Regions from separate parts of the Sus scrofa genome. Here regions 2 and 3 are each linked to region 1. Evidence: chromatin contacts called from public Hi-C and promoter capture Hi-C data. All regions are on one chromosome and are shown on one strand. Each heading gives the region's core, a stretch centred on a gene start, on an enhancer-like site or on the middle of the called end of the contact. The rest is flanking DNA. Distances are from core to core; before and after follow the strand shown. Region 1 holds the start of WDR64 (WD repeat-containing protein 64). Region 2 holds the start of DISP1 (protein dispatched homolog 1). Region 3 holds the start of FAM177B (protein FAM177B).

Region 1 (2,872 bases), core at 175-2,674:
CTGTGGCTCTGGCGTAGGCCGGTGGCTGCAGCTCCGATTAGACCCCTAGCCTGGGAACCTCCATGTGCCGCGGGAGCGGCCCAAAAAATAGCAAAAAGACAAAAAAATAAAAAAATAAAAAATTTCAATTAACGATCAAGTTCTAGTTTAATGAAATCTACTGGCTGCATAGCTAATTATCTGTCCATTTCAGTAGGGGTTCTCTGAGCCATTTTTGCAATCTCGCCTTATATTTTGGTGTGGTGGAACCTATAAGGAGGAAAATATAGTAAAAATAGCTTATAGAGCACAATTTGCATTCTGAGGACCTGAATAAAACTATTTCACTTCCTAGAAAGCAAAGGTTTACAACTGATAATGAGCATTTTAAAAAAAAATTTACACATTGTTGCTATGTCAGATTTCTACCTCTCATTTTAGCAAAATAATATATGAATTAAATCACTTCTCATCACCCTCTCCAAGTTTCACAAATACTACCACTTTTTTTCTTGAAGTTCTTGACTTCACCCTCTCGTTTCTTTCCTCAAAGTGTCAAAACCACTGTCTCGGGCCCTACTGAATTAAATCAGGAGGTGAAAGCAGACAAGTGAGATGAGCTCCCGAGCAGGTGATTGAGGAGCTGCGGCAGCAGGCTGGGGTCTGGGTGGGCGAGGGGCCTGGGAGCACGGGGAGGGGCGGAGATCAGCGAGCGAGGAGGACCGGTGGAGGGAGTGAGGTCTGGGAGCGGATGAAGTGAGGCGGGGAGGCCGGAGGAAGAGATGTCGAGGCGGGGGAGGCGAGGTCAGGAGAGCACAGCCTCTAGGTCGGGGCGCAGAAGGAGGCGGTCTCCGCCGGCACTCACCCTACAGGCTGCTGATGAAGCCGTCTCACGCACCATCCGCGCCGCCCCTCTGTGGGGCGCGAAAGCCACCGCGGCCGCGAGAACGGAAGGCAGCAGGTGGCGGAGGCTAACGATGAGCAGGGGGCGCCCGGCGAAGCGGGGCTGCGGAGCCGCTGGAATTTGAAGTAGAGGACGAGCAGCAGCAGGATGCTTCCGGCGCAGCAGTGCCCCGCACCCGTAGTCGCCCCGATAGGCGGCGTGAGGGCCCCACGGCGCCCTCGCCGCCCCGCCACCTCTCTGGGTGTGCACGCCAGGCGCCGGCGCGCACCGCTCTGGTTGGGGCTCTGCGCGGGGCTCTGCGCACTCAGAGGTCCCCGTCGCCCCTTTCTGCCCCTGCGCAGACCGCTGACGCCGCTCGTAACCCCGCCCCTTCCCGCCCTGTAGCCCCGCCCCTACCCCCTCCCTACCGTAACCCCGCCCTTTCCCTCCCTGTAGCCCCGCCCCTACGCCCCTCCCAGCCGTAACCCCGCCCCCTAGCGCCCTGTAGCCCCGCCCCGGAGCACCTCCCAACCTTAACCCCTCCCCTGCTCGCTGTCCAAGCTGCTTCCTGATTCGCCGGGTCCTCTCCCCACGCCCTGAGGTCCCCAGTAACCCGCCACCGCCGGCACAGTCCGTGGGGGCCTGGAGGCAAAGCATCGCCGGGGGCTCCTCTCTCCGCAGCCCTCCTCACCCAGCTGGAAGGGCTCTCCTCTTTCCCCACTCACTCCCTCATTAAGGACCATTTATGGCAGGATCCTTTGGCTTCTCCCTCTCCGGGAAGCTGTTACTACCCGCTCGCGTACTGCACACTTGAGGTAAGCCCCGGCTGCACCCCAGGCCTGCTCATTTTGCCCTTGCTGTCCTCCATGCAGGGGCGCTGTGGCGACTGAGGCGGCGCCCTCGAGCTCCAGCCCACATCTCGCAGTTGCAGAGAGGTGGGTGCTATACCTGGGGCAGCACCTCTGGCCTTTTACCCAGTGAAAATAGAGGGCAAGGCAAGCATAGGTCCCGGAACTGACCGTAGTCTTTGCGGGGTGCACAGTCCTGAGCTGGTCCTACAGGCTGTCCTGGGCGCCGCTGGCCAGCACTGTGCCTGTGCAAGGGCGAAGGAACTGCCCTCCACGAGGGAGTGTGTCTCCCACCTCCATTAGAAGATCCCTAGAAAATTGCTAGCTTCACTGAACCCCGGTTTTGTGGGCCTTGGAGATATAATCTAATTGTCAAGACAAGGTTACTTCCTATCATGGTGCATGGAGCAATAGCTGGTGATTTTTTCTTAAGGCTTCCGATCTGGACTTGTCCTCTAGGGGACTCACCCACCCAGTCCTTTTAAAAACTCTAATTTTATATTTTAGATTTATACAACCATTTAACAAGCTCTGTGCCTAATATCCGTTGTGTTTACAACATGTGCCTAGTCTACAGTAAGGTCTTAATAAATAGTAGTTTGATGCATGCTTAAATGAAGAGGGACTCTGTGTTTTTTCCCAAGGTATTCATTCATTCTTTCATTGGTGCTGAGTTCCTGTCCTCATAAAGCTTATGTTCCAGTCGTGTTGGGAGAACAGATGATAATCAAATATGTAGTGTTGTGAAATGTGCCATAAAGAAAATAAGACAGGAGCTCCTGTTGTGGCTCAACAGGATGCAGCCACTGTGACTGCAGTGGCTCAAAAAACATGGATTTATCGTATGATCCAGCCATTCTGCTTCTAGATATATAGCCAAAAGAATTAATTGAAAGCAGGGGCTGGAACATGATTTTGTCCACCAGTGTTCATAGTAGTAGTATTCCCAATAGCCAAACGGTGGAAATAAACCAAATGTCCATCCACAGAAAAATGGATACACAAAATGCGATATGTACATACAATGAATATTATTCCATCATAAAAAGAAATGAAATTCTAATACGTGCTGCAACATAGATAAATCTTGAAAACATTATGCTAAGTGAAATAAGCCAGACACAAAAGGACAAATATATGATTCCGCTTCTGTGAGGGACTG
Region 2 (2,985 bases), core at 52-2,551, 310 kb after region 1:
TGGATTATCAATACTTTTTAAAAAACTGTCAAGGGCAAATATATATGTCCTCCTTATAGCAGAAATAAAAAATAACAGTAAATCCAAAATTACTAGTAACTGGTTGCACCCTAATCTAAAATTGCCCTCAAATACTAAACACAATAGGGTAACTTTTGGTAAAAATGTATCAGAAAGTCAGGCAGAAAAACAACGATCTGCAACTGCAAACGTGACGTCACTGATTTGCCATGTAATTATCACTGTAATTCCAAACGCATTTAGAAGTTCATTCCATGACAAAGAAAATAAGACAACCTAAACTCTGCAGGGCAGAGAAGATTCCAAAAAGAAAACTTTGCATGGCTTACTTGTATGAAGACAACTTTAAAGCACGATCTTGTTGACAAAGAAATGTAGCCTAAGTTGGACCTGGGTGAGAAAGAGTTCAAGTTTTCCCTGGGCATGTAACATTTTTCCCCGAAATCCGCACGGGTAAAAAATGAATAAATAATTTGTAAAACGCTCCCTTAAAGAGCCAGCATCAATTGCAAATGAAGCAAGACGAGTTCAGCATCCAAGAGGTGACTAGTCGTCTTTCGGATGCGTTAGGTCAGGACGTCCTTCTCCTCTAGGACCCTCGGAGAAGGACCCTCCCCTCCAGCCTCCCCTAGAAGCCGGCCTCGCAGACAACCTGCCAAGTCCCGGACACTCCCCAAGCGGGACCGCCTTCCTTCGAGATGCATCCCGCCCGGTGTCACCCGCCGCCCCCTCCCCTCCGGGGCCTCTTCGGCCTCAGGGTCCCGGGTGCCTCCCACCCCAGCCCCCTGCGGCTGCCCTCTGGGCTCCCCGGCCCCCGATCCTGGTCCCCTGCCTCAAACCTTGGGGTCCCGAGTCTCCCTCTGCCCGCGCGGGGAGTCCCGACTCTCCCGTGCCTACCCGGTCTCCCCGTCCCGCGGCGCGGGGCTGCGGCGGCGCCGAAAAGCATCCACCGCGAAGACCAGTGCCTGAGACTCTCCGGCTCCGATCCGGACCGGGAGCCGGCTTCCGCCTCGCACCGGAAGGCATTGGCGAGGGACCGGAAGTCCCGCCCCTCCCGCCGCCGGCCGGTGGGGCGCTGGGCTGTCGGCGCTGGAGCGCAGGGAGGGTTGGGGCCAGGGGGCTCGCAGGCAACCGGGCGGGAGCAGAAGGACTTCGAAGGGGCGGGTTTCCAGGTGTCCTTCTGCTGCTTCCCTTTTCAGCGGATCAGCCAACCTACCTGCAGCCGCTTGACCAGGGGTTTGCTCTGCTCCCAAGCCCTAGAGGGTCAGGATGACTCAGACACTGACCCTTGCCCTCGCAATCTAGTTGAGAGTTGACATAAATATAAACAGAGGTTAATCACAGCACAAGGCGGTATTGCTTCATACCTTAATCCAAATTTTTATCACCTGCTGTATATCATTCAGGAAACAACTAGGCTGTAAAGAGAAGAACGCCCCTATCTTACGGAGCTAGGGAGGCAATGAATCAGGCAGAGAGTAAATCAAACAGCGACCTGTCCCTTGGAAAGCATAGGCTAAGGACAGATATAGGGGCAAACAAGTGCAATGAAATCATCCAGCATTACAGGAACTATGGCCCTGCTGAAGGCAGTGGTGGGGTGTAGGGAGCTGGGCTGAGAAGAGACTCCAGAGATAATGGCTCTTCAGCTGAGACTGAATAAATGATGAATAAGAATTAAAGGTCAGATAAGGTGGGGAAGTGCAGGCAGAGGAGAAGGATGCCAGACAGTGGGAGTTTGGCTTGATCAGAGAGGGGGAGGAGGGTACAGTTAATTTAGCAAGGTCTGAGATCGCAGAGACAAGAGGAAGCTAGGAGAGGAGGCAAAGCCGGATCAGGAAGACTGTTGTGCATTATGCTAAGGAATTTGAACTTTAGACTCCATGCAGCAGGGAATCAATGCCTATCTCTAGGGCAACTGATGAAACACTGAGTTACGAGGTTGAAAAGGATGACTGACCTATTCACCAAAGAAAAGTAAGAACTTGAAAGATCATGGCTAGAACATTTTACTTGTGAGGGTGCATTCTCAACTGCCATGCTGAGATGTTAAGACAGTGGTTAGCTGCAGCAGCTATATAAAGTCAGGACCACTAGGGCCTGGACCCTTCAGGTTGCCGGTTGGGCACATCACCCCAACCGAGTTGCAAGCTGAAGCCACAGGGAACCATGGAATGAATGAAGACTGCATTCCCACTAGACTAATGAGGCTGTTTGCTGCCTCTATTTCCTTGCTTGCTAATACTGCCTAATAAATATCCTCTTGCACACCCAGCCCCATTTTTCCATTTTAAAAAGAAATGATACAAAAATTGTTCCTTCATTTCTTTTGCTTTTGCCAACAACAAACTATGTTGCACTACATGGAGGGAGGATGACAGTAAAAGGAAAGGAAGAATGGACATCACGTAGAAAGTCTATACTTAGAGGGCACAATGTCACCTCTGGACATGGCTTTTGGCTTTCTCCCAATGGGAAGGTTAGAAGTCCATTTGTGGTGCTACATGAAATAACCCAATCATGTAGCAGGTGTGTCTTTGAAAGAATGAGAATGTATACGTGTGGTGTGAGGTATGTGGGGTTTGTGTGGGTGAGGATGTGTGTTTCTCCTCAATAAAAATTTGCCTCCCTGGTTTGGCAATTGAAATAGACACACAGTTCTACTCCTAACTTGAAAAATCACACCGGCAGGTAAAGCAATAGGCTGAATTTTCAGCTCTGAGTCTCCATGATATACATTTCTTTCCCAAGAAGAAATTAGCTACAGGCTGGGAGGATTGAGCCAAAACTTTCCCTGTGAAAACAATGGATATATGTCTTAAAGAGGAAGGTGACATCTCTATAAAATATCCTGATTAATTGCTGAGAAATTACTTCATTTTTAACATTCTCTTAAAAACTTTAAAAATCAAAGACTATCCATAGGCTGTTTGTAACTCCCCTGAGTAGACAGAATCATTGAAG
Region 3 (3,198 bases), core at 134-2,633, 340 kb after region 1:
GATCATAGACATGACGGAAAACCTTGCCATTTATAATAGCTATGGCGCGTTAGGCTGAAGGCTGACTGCAAATCAGCAGCAACTGAGACCAGAAGGCAATCAACTACTGCCATGTAGAATTCAATATCCAGCTAAGCAATTATGGAGAGTAAAATAATGACATCTGACAACCTATAACACCGAAGTTCACCATTCCTATATCTTCGCTGAATGATGAGTAAGATCCAATTGTGTGTCAACTAGAAGGAAACTGAACCCAGAAGCAAGAGCGAGATGGAGGACAGAAATATAAAGTGACAAATCTTGAGAGTGACTGAAAAATGCTATGTCCATGGGGCACAGTTAAAAACCATGAAGTATGAAGCATTAGACCCCAAGAGCAAAAATATGAAGGGGTGACTTCTTTATGCATTGCTTTGGAATAGGTTGGCGAAGACAGCTGTGCATGTTGACAATTTCAAGGTAACTAGAAAAATCATGAAAGTAGAAGGCAGAGCTTCAAAGCCAGAAGAAGAAGAAAAAAAGGAAAATAAACAAGCCGACAGAAGGCAGGAGAGAGGGAGAAAGAGCAAAGGAAAAGCAGGATTAATGAAAACACCAGTAAAATCCTGGAAAGAATTCCCAATTAGTCAGTAATGACAATAATGTGAGAGAATCCTCAGCCGTCTACCCAAATGAAGACCACAGACTGAATTTTAAGAGGATTTATGGGCAATGACTGCACGAATGCACATATGGTCACAAGCATACGTTTAGGCATGTGTGTCAATAAGCCACCAAATCTTATCAATGAAATGCTCAGTTTAAGCCATTGTCAAGGGTCAGAGATACAAGAAGCCTGTCTGGGCTCAATTTGCTATCTAATCGAGGTGGTGAGACCCTCCCAGCCCAGCGTCCCAGTCCCCGAGGAATCTTAAAGGACACACACAGTTTTCCCGGGCTGACTACAAAAGAGCCTTGGTAAGAAGTAGGAAGAGTTAAGTCTTCGACGCCAAAGAGCAGAAAAACAAGTTTAACTTGGTGTTTAAAGTATGCTGAACATAATACCATTGCAAAAGGAAACAGTCAGTGCCATGAGAGATACAGCATACTCTAAAGCAAAATTAGAAGCAAACGAACACCTTTGCAGAGAACCCAACTCAACTGCATTACCTGCTCTTTCTTTCCTTGCTTTAATTGCCTATGTGTAGTTTTTCAGTGCAAAATCGTGGTTCTGGAAGTCGTTCGGTAGATGGTAAATGAACACAACTCACCCTTGACTGTGTGACGACGTGGAAAGGCTGCCTTTGTGTGTCTTACGGGCAGAACTTATTTGAGTTGTGGGAAGGCCGGTTACGGACACACCCAGCGTTAAAGCAACCGAGGGGCCCTCAGACTTGTCCTGTGCCAGGATTGGCTGGGAGTCCTTTTAACACAATTCCAAGGCCAGGACGCACCTGCAGCCTAGGCTGTCTAGGCATGGGAAACGGGCCTCGTTATTTTTGAGGCTGACCCAGTGGCTGCAAGGAGCAGGTCAGTGTGGGCGCCAGCACCCCAAGGAGAGCAGGAGGAAATAAACCTTCTCAATTGAACAGGCTTGTGCTTTAGTGACATGGTGGCTGCAGAGAATCCCAACAGCAAGCTCCAGCCAAGGCGGCTTTACTTTTTCCAAGAGGGTTTTTTGCTTTCTGCATTCTGAGCCCTTCTCGTCTTGCTCCAAGCTGAAAAGCGTTGACATCAAAAGTTTAAGAATAAGGCCTAACAGTCTCATTATAGTCAATTTACTCCTCGCTAGACCACCTCTTAATTCAGGTATTTCCAAACCCAAAGAAGTGCCCATTCCCCACACACCGGGCTCACCCTGGTTGCATTATAGACAGGTGTCCTGACATCGCCTCTGCCGGCTCTCTGACGAAAATAGTGGCTCACATCTTTCAAAATAGTATTGTGCACTAAATAGACATATTCATCTTTAAATTCAGAGGGTTCAAAAGGAGCAGAGAGAGGGAGAGGAGAGAGCGAGAGTGAGCGCGCCTGCAATTTCATAGTCAATTTAGCGAATGCTTTTCTGCCACCTAGTGGCCGTTTCAGGATGCGCGATGCAAAATTCATCTTTATAATCAGTGTCTGTCGTGTCGAGGGGGTTCAACGCCAAACAAGGTGGAATCTACTTAATATTTACCAAAATCTTGGGAGCACTGCCAACTTCACACCAAGTCCACAGATCTGGGTGCTTCGTGAGTGATATTTCAGAGGGCCAAATTTTCCCGACGACATGCTGTTTGCCTCAGTTTCATTCTTGAGAAGCTCAAGTTTTTTTAACTCCAAATCTAGCTCATCAAGGATTGTTCGCAGGTATGTAAATGATATAGTTAACACACCTATGAGACTCACACATCTCGAAGTCAAACTTGGTTGCCAAAAGGGAAACGTGAGGTAAAGGGAAAATCTGGGGGCTTGGGATTTGACATACACACATGGACTGTGTAAATATATATGTCACATACATTACACACACACACACACACACACACACACACACACACACGGAATAGATAACGAACAAGAACCTGCCGCAAAGCGCAGGGAACTCTGCTCTATATGCTGCAATAACCTAGACGGGAAAAGACTCTGAAGAAGAGCAGGTATGTATGAATGTGTACGGCTGATTTGTGTGGCTGTACACTGGAAGCTCACAGCGTGTGGCAAATCACCGCTACTCCAACAGCACTAAAACACACCCACACACCCATAACCTCCCTGACCCTTCAATTCTGTTGTACCCCAGGGCTCAGCTATTGGAGTCTCCTGTTTTTCTATCTGCTCCTCATTTGGTCCTTTTTGATTCAATATTATCTACGGACACATTTACACCCAACAGTTTTATCTCCCTGGGTCTCAGATCCATAGATCTACTGACCACTTGACATCTCAGAGTCCTAACACATCCGACTCTTTTTTGTCTGTTTTTTAGGGCTCTACCTGCGGCATATGGAGGCTCCCAGGCTAGGGGTCTAATTGGAGCTGCAGCTGCTGGTCTACACCACGGCCACAGCAACATGGGATCTGAGCCATGTCTGCGACCTACACTACAGCTCACGGCAACACCGGATCCTTCACCCACTGAGCAAGGCCGGGGATCGAACCTGCAGCGTCATGGGTACTAGTCAGATTCGTTTCCACTGAGCCAGAATGGGAACTCCCACATCACGTCTAACT

The links. Promoter capture Hi-C pulls out the DNA fragments that hold promoters and counts their contacts. Hi-C and Micro-C count contacts between places; a contact is called where the count stands out from the background.
Region 2: a contact with region 1 is called in a promoter capture Hi-C map of fetal skeletal muscle, with 9 times the contacts expected there. The contact joins the promoter of DISP1 here to the promoter of WDR64 in region 1. A contact is called at or near these places in 4 of 5 promoter capture datasets (fetal liver, fetal skeletal muscle, liver and 1 more), 17 of 47 Hi-C or Micro-C datasets (adipocytes, embryonic fibroblasts, fetal heart ventricle and 11 more) and 1 of 2 datasets of contacts at active chromatin or transcription factors (alveolar macrophages).
Region 3: a contact with region 1 is called in a Hi-C map of embryonic fibroblasts, with 2.8 times the contacts expected there. The contact joins the promoter of FAM177B here to the promoter of WDR64 in region 1. A contact is called at or near these places in 3 of 5 promoter capture datasets (fetal liver, fetal skeletal muscle and liver), 9 of 47 Hi-C or Micro-C datasets (alveolar macrophages, embryonic fibroblasts, epiblast stem cells and 5 more) and 2 of 2 datasets of contacts at active chromatin or transcription factors (alveolar macrophages and skeletal muscle).

The regions. Positions count from the first base shown.
Region 1 is chr10:11,833,839-11,836,710 of Sscrofa11.1, reverse strand. It overlaps WDR64 (WD repeat-containing protein 64), which reads left to right and starts at 1,424. Exons shown (of 28, transcript XM_021064368.1): 1 at 1,424-1,677. It overlaps CHML (rab proteins geranylgeranyltransferase component A 2), which reads right to left and starts at 1,239. Exons shown (of 2, transcript XM_021064370.1): 1 at 845-1,239.
Region 2 is chr10:11,524,669-11,527,653 of Sscrofa11.1, reverse strand. DISP1 (protein dispatched homolog 1) reads right to left here and starts at 1,301. Exons shown (of 8, transcript XM_021064356.1): 1 at 1,238-1,301.
Region 3 is chr10:11,489,549-11,492,746 of Sscrofa11.1, reverse strand. FAM177B (protein FAM177B) reads right to left here and starts at 1,383. Exons shown (of 6, transcript XM_003130514.3): 1 at 1,153-1,383.